2 separate regions of the Gossypium hirsutum genome follow, and region 2 is linked to region 1. Evidence: chromatin contacts called from public Hi-C data. All regions are on one chromosome and are shown on one strand. The core of a region is the stretch at or near the end of the contact, and the rest is flanking DNA. Distances in the headings are between cores, read along the strand shown.

The links. Hi-C and Micro-C count contacts between places; a contact is called where the count stands out from the background.
Region 2: a contact with region 1 is called in a Hi-C map of leaf, with 2.3 times the contacts expected there. The contact joins the promoter of LOC107918310 here to the enhancer-like site in region 1. A contact is called at or near these places in 4 of 34 Hi-C or Micro-C datasets (all in leaf).

Annotation. Positions count from the first base shown.
Region 1 is chrD13:24,560,260-24,565,526 of Gossypium_hirsutum_v2.1, reverse strand. No RefSeq gene overlaps it. Among protein-coding and RNA genes, the nearest start is that of LOC107919549, 4.5 kb to the right of the region's middle. Within about 2 kb of position 3,561, at least 3 of the 9 cell types and tissues checked have an H3K27ac peak or open chromatin away from gene starts, as enhancers often do. A contact at or near this core is called in leaf, where this site is marked.
Region 2 is chrD13:24,986,395-24,991,286 of Gossypium_hirsutum_v2.1, reverse strand. LOC107918310 (auxin-responsive protein SAUR21) reads left to right here and starts at 1,773. Exons shown (of 1, transcript XM_016847836.2): 1 at 1,773-3,418. The coding sequence starts at 2,464. The coding sequence ends at 2,847. It also overlaps the pseudogene LOC107918309.

The sequences.
Region 1 (5,267 bases), core at 2,312-4,811:
TTTTTTACCCTTCTCATATCAATGTGCACTAGCTTGAAATTTATCATTGCCAACAATGTTTTAATGTTTTATTTTGACATGTTTAACTTTTTTTCTAATCTAACTTGAGCAAATTTATTCAACTTAATTCGAATTGAGTTAGAATGACAAAACTCAACAATTCAAAAATTTTTCACTCAATTCAATCGAATGCTCACCTCTAACTCTAATATTTCCTTAAATTCAAAGCAATCTAATCAACTTACCCGCTTGAAATTTGCAACAAATTAATTAAAAATATAAATAATAATGCTTAAATTCCTTAACTTTTTTCAAAAACTAAAATCACTTAAATTCATCCGCAATAAATACATCCGTCTGAATTTTTAAATTCAAAAATTGCATTGATTAAGACCTTTGACTAATGAAAACCGTCTCTAACAGTTATTATTTTGATCTGATTGTTAACTTTGACTGACTGAACTGTTACGATAAAGTTGACGTGGCACTATCAAGTCAAAAAAATTATAATAAATCTAAAAAAAATATTTAAAAATAATAAAACTCTAAAAAATAACAAAAACTAAAAAATGTATTAAAAACATTTAAAACACTTATCACATAACGTTTTGATATAGGTTAAAATCATGTGACCCTCATCCCTTACTTTTAATATTGTACCAAATAAAAAATAAGAATTTTTGTAAAAATAAAAAAACAAAAGGTGTGGTTGCAATCTGCCTTGTGCTAGATCTTTACAGAAATTAATAAAATAAAATAAAAAAACACCAACCATATATTTAAAAAACCCTATGCTCTACCATCTTACCTAAATAAGCTTATTACTGTAAACCTCGTTTGTCATGTATATGGTTAAAGCACAAAGCTCTTTTAAGTCGAATTAAATGATCCAACTTTTTTATCTATTAAGAAAATGAAAAAGAAGAAGAAAAGCATTACTAAAAAAATTAAAAAATTACTATAATCATATAGATTCATAACAATAATCAAAATTAATCATTACACAATACAATCTTAATCTATATTAGAATATATCTATTCAAGATCTATATCAACTTTTTTTTTGTTTCTTTTTAACAACTTTTTATGGAAATATATGTTAAATATTCAATTTTAATTTTAACTTTGAGATGGACGTAATGATAAATTTAGCCTCTCATTACCCCTTTTCTCACTTTGGTTTTAATTATTTTCTTTTTATCACTTTGATCATCAACTTTTAAATTTTAGTCAATTTACTTTCTTTTCGATGGAAAAGTTAACTAGACTATTAAAGTTTTAAACAACACTAATGTGATAACTCGTATGGCAACTCATATGTACTTCATAAAAATTCAACAAAGTTCAAATAATTTTAAAAACATATTCATGTCAGCAGTGAAGTACACGTAAATTGTTACGTGAATTTCGATGACATTAACATTTAAATTTTAACAATTTAGTCAGTTTTTTTTTTTTTTGCAAAACAAAACAATTTTAACTAAAATTAAAAGTTGAGGGTGATAATGATAGTGATCAAAAAAGAAAAAGAAAAGGAGTAAGGCGAAAATGACAAAATAGGTTAATGTCATCAGCGGCTAAATTTATCTTTTATCTTTTCTTTTCTTTTTTACGTTTTTATTTTTATTTATTTATCTTCCATTAAAACTTTCTAAAGAAAGGTAACTAATTAATTTTACATAGAAGTAATTTAATAATGCGAATATAAAATTAAATTAAATTTAAAATAGGGAGGATCCACTAAAACTAAAATTAGTGTTTAAGTAGTCTACTGCGATAGCACGTTTACCTAGTCTGCTGCGATAGCACGTCTTGTCTTTCCTTCAACTTTCTTCGAATTTTTTGTTTTTCTTTTGATCTTGACCATTATCGGCGACAGTCTCAATTGGTGATCTCGTGATTTTAAAGGTAAATTTATATGGAAGAAAATTTTGGAAGCCTCAACATCGATGACGACGAAGAGGTTCCAGTCCGTTTTGCAGAAGAAGACGAATATCTAATTGAAGATTACAGTTGGTGTTTGGTAGGTCGAGTTTTTACTGAAAGCGTGGTGCACTTCCCATCCTTGAGAAATTGGAGAAAAGTTTGTGGCACCATTAAGAGGGATCTCAATTACAGACATTGGAGAAAAGAGGATTTTATTTTGGTTTTACAATCAGATTGATTTTCAAAGGGAGGTGGAAGGAATGCCTTGGTTTTTCAATAGGCACCTAATTATTTTTAATAAGATGGAGAGGGGGGAGGATCCATTACAAATTCCATTGAACCATGCTATCTTTTGGGGGCAAGTTCATAACCTACCATTAGGGTTCTTGACTGAAGGAATGACAAATCAATTCAGGAACTTAATCAGTCAATTTTTAGAATATGATACGAATTTGATTACTAGAGGGGGGGAATTCATGCGTATTAGAGTGAAATTTAATGTTCGTGTTCCCCTAAAACGAAAGAAAAAAAGTTATTTTTGACAAGAATAATTCAGTTTACGCACAATTTCAATATGAGAAAATTACAATGTTTTATTTCCTTTGTGGAAGATTAGGGCACAGGGAAGGCTTCTGCCCGGTTCGATTAACAATGGAAGAATAGAATGTGGAGTTCGGGTGGGATAGTTCGCTAAGGGCGCAATCAAAGAGAGTGATGCAAATGACAAGCCCATGGCTACGAAAGGAACCAAGAGAGGGGGTCAAAGTAGAGGAAAGAACAAATTGCAAACAACACAGGGGAAATCAATCAAATGAATCTCCATGGGAAAACAGGGGTAGCAAGTTGGGAAATCATAGAATGACTGGAAAGGGGAATGTTCAATCTAGGGCAAAATTCTTTAATTCATTAATTAATGAAAGAGTGTCTATCAAAGGCAAAGAAGTAGTGCAAGAAGAAGAGGACAGACCGCTTGCGATAAGGGAATGCCAAAAAAGACAAAGATTACATTGTGAAGGTCAAGAAGAAATCAACTCATATGAATTGGTGAGTTCCAACAAAGATAATGAATTAGAGCCGGCTGCTAGTAAGGCCGCAATGAAAATCCTAAGTTGGAATGTTTGCGGGTTGGGGTAATTACGAGTAATCCATCGTCTCAAACATAGTCTGAGACAAAATAGGCCCCAAATTTTGTTTTTTATTGAAACAAAAGTAAACACAAGAAAAATGGAAAGAATAAGGAAAAACTATGGTTTTAGAAATGGAATTAATATAGGAGCAAATGGTTCAAAAGGAGGCTTATTGTTAGGTTAGAAGGAGGAGGTGCACATAACTTTAAAGAATTGGAAGAGAAAATATGGAGATTTACTGGCTTTTATGGAGTACATGTGGAAGGATTGAGAAAAGATTTATGAAATTTAAAAAGACATCTTGAAAAGGAATATGATTCACCATGGGTCATGATGGGATATTTTAATGAGATAATGTTTTCATTTGAAAAAGAAAGGGGGACGTGTATGAGATAAAAGACAAATGAGCGCTTTTCGAGAGGTTTTACGAGAATGTGATTTAAGCGATTTAGGTTTTTCAGAACAGTGGTTTATTTGGAAAAGAGGAAGGCTACCAAGTAATAACATTAGAGAGAGACTCAACAGGGGAGTGGCAAATACTGGATGGTGGGACCATTTTCCAGGATACTCGATTGAGCATAGGCCACATAGTTTTTCTGATCATTGTCCAATTATGCTTAATACAACAGGAAAAGTTGAAGAACGAAATCTTGCCAGACCGTTTTATTTCAGATTCAATGCTAATTGGGTATTGGATGAAAATTTTGAAGAACAAGTGATTGAGGGTTGGAAGGCCTGTATGGGAGACGTTCCTGAGAAATTATCTATGCCTGGGACTAATTTAAGTAGATGGGCTAGCAAGAACAAGGCATGGAGAGAAGGAAGAAAACAAGGGTTATTCTCTAAATTGGAGCTGTACGAAGATGATCCCACCTATGAAGTCTTAGCACAAATCACGGATTTTAAAAACACAATTAGAGTCAATTGGCTTAAATTGGGCGATCAGATTACTTCTTTTTTTCATAAGGCTGCAAACGGGCGAAAGTAGAAAAACACAATTAGAGGCCTTAACGACGTTAATGGGAGATGGGTGGATGAAGAATCTGAACTTATTAACATTGCTTCTCATTTTTTTTCAAGATCTTTTCACATCTAAGGCAGTAGGCGAAGGTGATAGGATATTCGAAAGTAGTCAACCTTGCATATCGGATTTTTTGAATGAAGATTTAATGGCGGATTTTCAAAATGAAGAAGTTGTTGAAGCTGTGAAATCAATGTCACCGCTAAAAGCATAAAGATGGCTTTCCTGCTTTTTTTTTATAAAAAAATATATTATAGGGGACGATATTTGCAACTATTGTTTAGATATGCTAAAAGGAAAGATCTGCAAGAAATTAATAGAACAAATATTATTTTAATCCCCAAAACAAACTCACCAAGCAACATGAATCAATTCAGACGGATCAGTTTGTGTAATGTGCTCTACAAAATAATATCAAAGATATTGGTCAATAGATTTAGGAAGGTACTGAATACATGTATTGATGAGTAGCAAGGCGCCTTCATTTCAGGAAGATAGATCACAGACAATATTCTTGTGACATATGAAATTCTACATTCGTTCAAAAAGAAAAAGGAAGGATTGACAGAATCATTTGCCTTAAAAATCGATACGAGTAAGGCGTACGACAGGGTTGAATGGAATTTCATTGAAAAAATTATGGAAAAAATGGGCTTCTGTGATTGTTGGATTACTTTAATTATGAAGTGTTTCGACAGTGACATACTCAGTGGTTTTGAATGGGGTACAAGGAAAAGAATTTAAACCTAGTCAGGGATTAAGACAGGGGATCCCCTATTTATTATATGTGCACAAGGTTTCTCCAATCTGATCACAAGGGAAAAAAGTGCAGATTTTATTAAAGGAGCCAAGATAGGAAGAAGTAGTTTGGCAATCACGCATTTATTTTTTGCGGATGATAGCATACTGTTTGGAGAAGCGACAGAGGAAGGTGCAAGAGCGATAAAAACTGTGGTAACTGATTATATTGTGGTAACTGATTATGAAAATATATCGTGCCAAGTTATTAATTTTGATAAAACCCTAATTTACTTCAGCAAAAATACAAGTTTTAGCAATAGGGAGAAAGTGGAGAGAATCTTTGGCGTTTGAATTACAAATAATCCCGAGAAATATTTGGGATTACCAGCAATGATGGGGAGACGCAAAAGGCATGCTTTTAACAATATCAAAGAAAAAATTATTAAAAAATT
Region 2 (4,892 bases), core at 524-3,023, 430 kb before region 1:
TATCTTCACAAAGTCTCTTGGTGTATCAAGATTTCTAAGCCTAAAGAGGGAACTAGGAGTCTGCTGCATAGAAGCTGAGGAGGAGTGTTGAAGTCAGCTCCCATGCAGCAGCAAAGGTGGCCATGCAGGGAACGTGCTTCAATAGCAAATTGGTGCAGCAAGCTGAAGCTATTCATTTAGTTTCTTTAAATGAATGTTTTGTATTTAGTTAGGATCAAACTTAGTTGGTAGCTGCATTTTGATGTAACTAAGTGATGAATGACAAGTTTAGGTAGCTGTTTATGTATTCAAACAAGTTTACCAAGTTACTAGGCAAATTAGTGGTGTTAGGTAAGTTATTAGGTGGTAACTTGTTTGTTTTGCTATTGTAATCCCTTATATGTATTGGCATCATGCCTTCTTAAAAGGTTAATGAAAATTCAGCTCATTTTCATTCAAATCTCTCTCTTTCTTTTCTGTTTTCCATTGTAAGTTTTTTTTTCCTTGATTGTTTCTGCTGCAAGCCTCGAGACTTGCTGTTTAAGCAAAGCTGAAATCAGCTTGCTGCTGCCTCTTGCACCAACAGAATTGATCATTTAGTGAATCAGGAAACATGCATGCAACTATGTATTGGCATGCCATTTAGCAAAACAATGAATAGTTTGATCTGCATATAGTCTATAGCAGTTTTCTTCTTTCAGACTTTCACCCATTGATATGTTGGCCTTGGACATGCATTGTAATCATATAGTCCATGAGAAATTCAGAAGAATTTCAGCTGGACCACCATAAATTTCTCTTTTTCTTTTCTATGGATTGGTAGGCCATGATAATTCATGATTGAAAAAGTTATATTAGCATATCTTTGGAAATCTTACCAATGTAGCTAGTGGAAGGCAAATCCATGTGACTCATGACATATGTCGACCTTAAACAAAACCCTTTAAAGTGAGTCCTATCTTCACCACTTAAATTACTGTCATTTACTGGTCAAAGAAACTTTGGAATATAAATTCACGTATGCCACGTATTGCTATACAGCAATTCTTTTCACCTTTTCCTGTTATCCAAAACTTAAGACATATATCTCAATATCCAATTAACTTTAAAGAGATGCAAATTAATTAAGTCAAGGCTTTCCCTGTTCCTAGGTTTGTTAAAGCTAAGAAGTTTGTTTGGAACATTCTTTTTGTTTCCAGAGAGACCACTGTCTTGCCTGGAGGCCATTTAGCTGTCTATATGGAGAGACTCGAAAGAAGAGATTTGTTGTTCCAATCTCCTACTTGAAGCAGCCTTCATGTCAGAGCTTGTTTTGTCTAGTTGAAGAAGTGTTTGGATTTTTATATGTACAGTCCCTATCTATTCGACACTACGACTTCTGCCAGATGGTAAAATATTAATCAGTTCACAGAATTTATACCTTACAGAAGTGATCTGCCACTTGCTTGCGGTCTATCATTTCTTTCTCCGTTTCGTATTTTCTTACTTACATATTAGGGCTCATTATCTAATATCTATTACGAGGGAATTGGCCAAATGACATTAGATTAAACCCAATAAAAGCAGTTTATAGAGTTAATTACCGAAAACCTAGCCATACTTCTTACAATTCCATGGAAGACATGGATCCTTTTTGTCATGGTGGAATATAATCTCATTTCAGGCTATTACCAACTGTAGCATTAATGTAACTTAGAACTTGTCCGGAAGCAGTGCAATAAGGCAAATTAATGATCAGCTCAGCTATTGATTAGTTAATACGAAAATGGCACGCACTTGGACACTTCAGCATCAAGGTGGGGTGTGCACGTTAGAGTTACTCGAGGGTTGACTTTTGCTTTGCGTACAAGTTCCTGATACAAATTGTAGTTGACAGGATCAACTAATTCAAACTTTCATTGTAGAATCCATGTATGTCTGGAGTCAATATTTAGTGATTCTAGACATAATTGGCATAACATCATTTCTAGGATGTTTTAGAGCTTGTTTTCAACTTATCATCCCTTAAAATCAAAATTTCACCCACCAAAGTTTCCTAAAACCACTCGATCATACAAGCAAGGCTGGTCTTTGATACTTATCATCACCGAAAGATTCATACAGAACAAACAGCATAAGCAAGTCTGGTCTTTGATCCTTATCATTACCAAACATTTAGGGCCTTGCATACTGACTCATAGTCGCTAGTGGATATGATTATTTTGATTATTTTGCTTCATGATATTTCATCCATATAATCTGCTACGTAAAGTCATTATCATCTGGCCATGGTTGAACGATATATAGTATTTGAAATGGGCCATGATTGTCGGTTTCATCGAATGGTGGCCTATTATAGATTGCAACAGAATAGACTAAGGTACCTACTTTGTCAAAATGTTATTCTTTGTTGGGGCTCAAGGCCACGTGATTCCTCACAACATACGTCTCTAAGGTACTCTTTCTTCAGTCTTCACCATTCAATTTGCCTGTGACTGCTTACCAATGACCATAAAGAATTTGCTCTCTCTGTGCCAATTGCCAAAGCCATTCCTAGACAGTCAAGTACTTGTAAAAGAAAAAATCACAAATCACAAAGTAATGGGTTTGCACTTGCAGAGAATTGTTAGTGCTAAGAAGAATCTAAAACGGACTCTTTCATCTTCGGAGACAACAACGGTACCTAAAGGCCACTTTGCTGTTTATGTTGGAGAAGCTGAAAGGAAGAGATTTGTTGTCCCACTCTCATTCCTGAAGCATCCTTCATTCCAGAATTTACTGAGTCAAGCTGAAGAAGAGTATGGATTTAATCATCCTATGGGTGCTCTGACTGTCCCCTGCAACGAAGAAGCATTCATTGAACTCACCTGCAATCTGGAAAGCTCATAGGAAGAAATGATATAAAATGTATGAAAATGGCTAACCAAGCAGAGATAGATTCTTTTAGGAAAGCGAGTGTATATGGTGGATTGTTTTCTGCGATCCCATGCCCGCCCTTGTGTACTTAATCTAACAAATATATAAATGACCACTTAGGAAAAACAAAAAGTTGACTCGTTCTTTTCATGAATTTCGTTTCTGATGGTTAATGTGTGCTGTTTCATTTTGTCACTTCACCCTATGTTACTGAATTCGGGGCTGTTGAATTCAAATATGTGCGGATACTACGCGTACCTTGTTTGCTGCCATGTGTGCGGATACTACGCGTACCTTGTTTGCTGCCATAGTTTCTGCTATGATGGTATATTATTGGTCTGGAAAGTAACAAATGACATTAGAAGCACTTAGACTACTGATCATCTGAACTTCATGTATATTACATGGATTTGTTGTTAGTGCGGAACCTCAAGCGAGGAAAATCTCGAATACACGAACAGAACACGAACAATAACTCGAACAGAAAAACGAAGCAATAGGACAAGCTCCAAGACGTGTATCAAGCCACTATTTTAAGTGTCACTGATCTTCAAGTGTCAATTTGGTGGTTCTGAATAGATCTGATATTAGCATTTTATTGCAGGGAAAAAATATATCTTTTTAATCAAGTATCATTTGAAGGGACGGTATATACTAATAATATTCACCATAGATCTATCAAAAATCCTAGGACAAGGTGCATATTACATACTACTAGATAACCTTGGCTTATTGAACATAGCTTCTATCACAACCATTTATTTTTGGTTGCTTCCATGTTAAATTAAAATTTATTTCATGCATCCAGCTTTGCAGCGTACCCTATTCTCTTTTTCGGCTTTACTTATCCAATTAGTCTAATCCTTTCCAACATTTTCTTGTTCATATTTCCTTTTTGTCCGAAGCATGTTTAGCCAAGCTCAAAGAGCTTTCTATACTTAAAATCTTGAGTGCCAGTTTCCAATCTTTAGCCTGTTCGCCATTGGCCATTTTTTCCCCATTATAAGTTTTAGACCAGGCCAGAGTTATTAATGAAGGCAATCTTTTTCACAGTCATGGATTGTTTATTTTCTAATCTGTAGGGCACACTGTTTTGTCAACAGACAACAGTATGAATTTTCAGCCCTAATATTGATTTGTAAGCATTGGCCATTTGGGGACAATACCATGTGACACCCTCTTGAGCAATTTCCAAACCCCACCAGAATGCATGGTAACCACTCAATCTGCAATTCATTAATATCCCATATACATTCTTCCATCTATATATACAACTGCATTATCCAAATCACAACCAAGGAATTCTCATATCCTCCTCTACAAGCAAATCTTTCCATTCATCTTTTTGAGTCTTTTCCATTATTATTCTTCCCACTCAAGTTACTAACAGCAATGGCTATCCGTGTGCCAAGAATTATGCATGCTAAGCAGATTCTTCGTCATTCTAAACTGTTTGCAAATCAAGCAGCCTCGGACTCAACGGTTGTTCCCAAAGGATACATTGCAGTGTATGTTGGGGAGAGCCAAAAGAAGAGATTCATAGTTCCAATCTCATTCTTGAATCAGCCTTCGTTTCAGAAGTTGTTAAGTATAGCTGAGGAAGAATTTTGATTCAATCATCCAATGGGTGGTCTCACTATTCCTTGCAGAGAAGAGGTTTTTGTTGATCTCACTTCAAGCTTGCATTAGTAGCCAACTGATAAAAGAAATTTAATCAGCTGATACAATTTTTGACCATTCATGTACATCCTTCTATTCATTTGGTAGAAAGAGATGATTCAAATGAATACTCTTCTGAGAAATTGTTTTAATACAAAGTACAGCGGTTCTATTCTCAAAATTTCCTCTTGTTAAATACACTGTTCAGTTCATATTGGTCCTTTACACCAGTTGTCGTGTCTGATGAACATGTAGCTATTGGTAGCACACCTGAAAACATCCAAATCTCGTTCCAACCCAAGCCTGCAATCCTCCTCGCTTTCTTATGGAAAGTAACCATAAATATTTTTCCCAGGAAA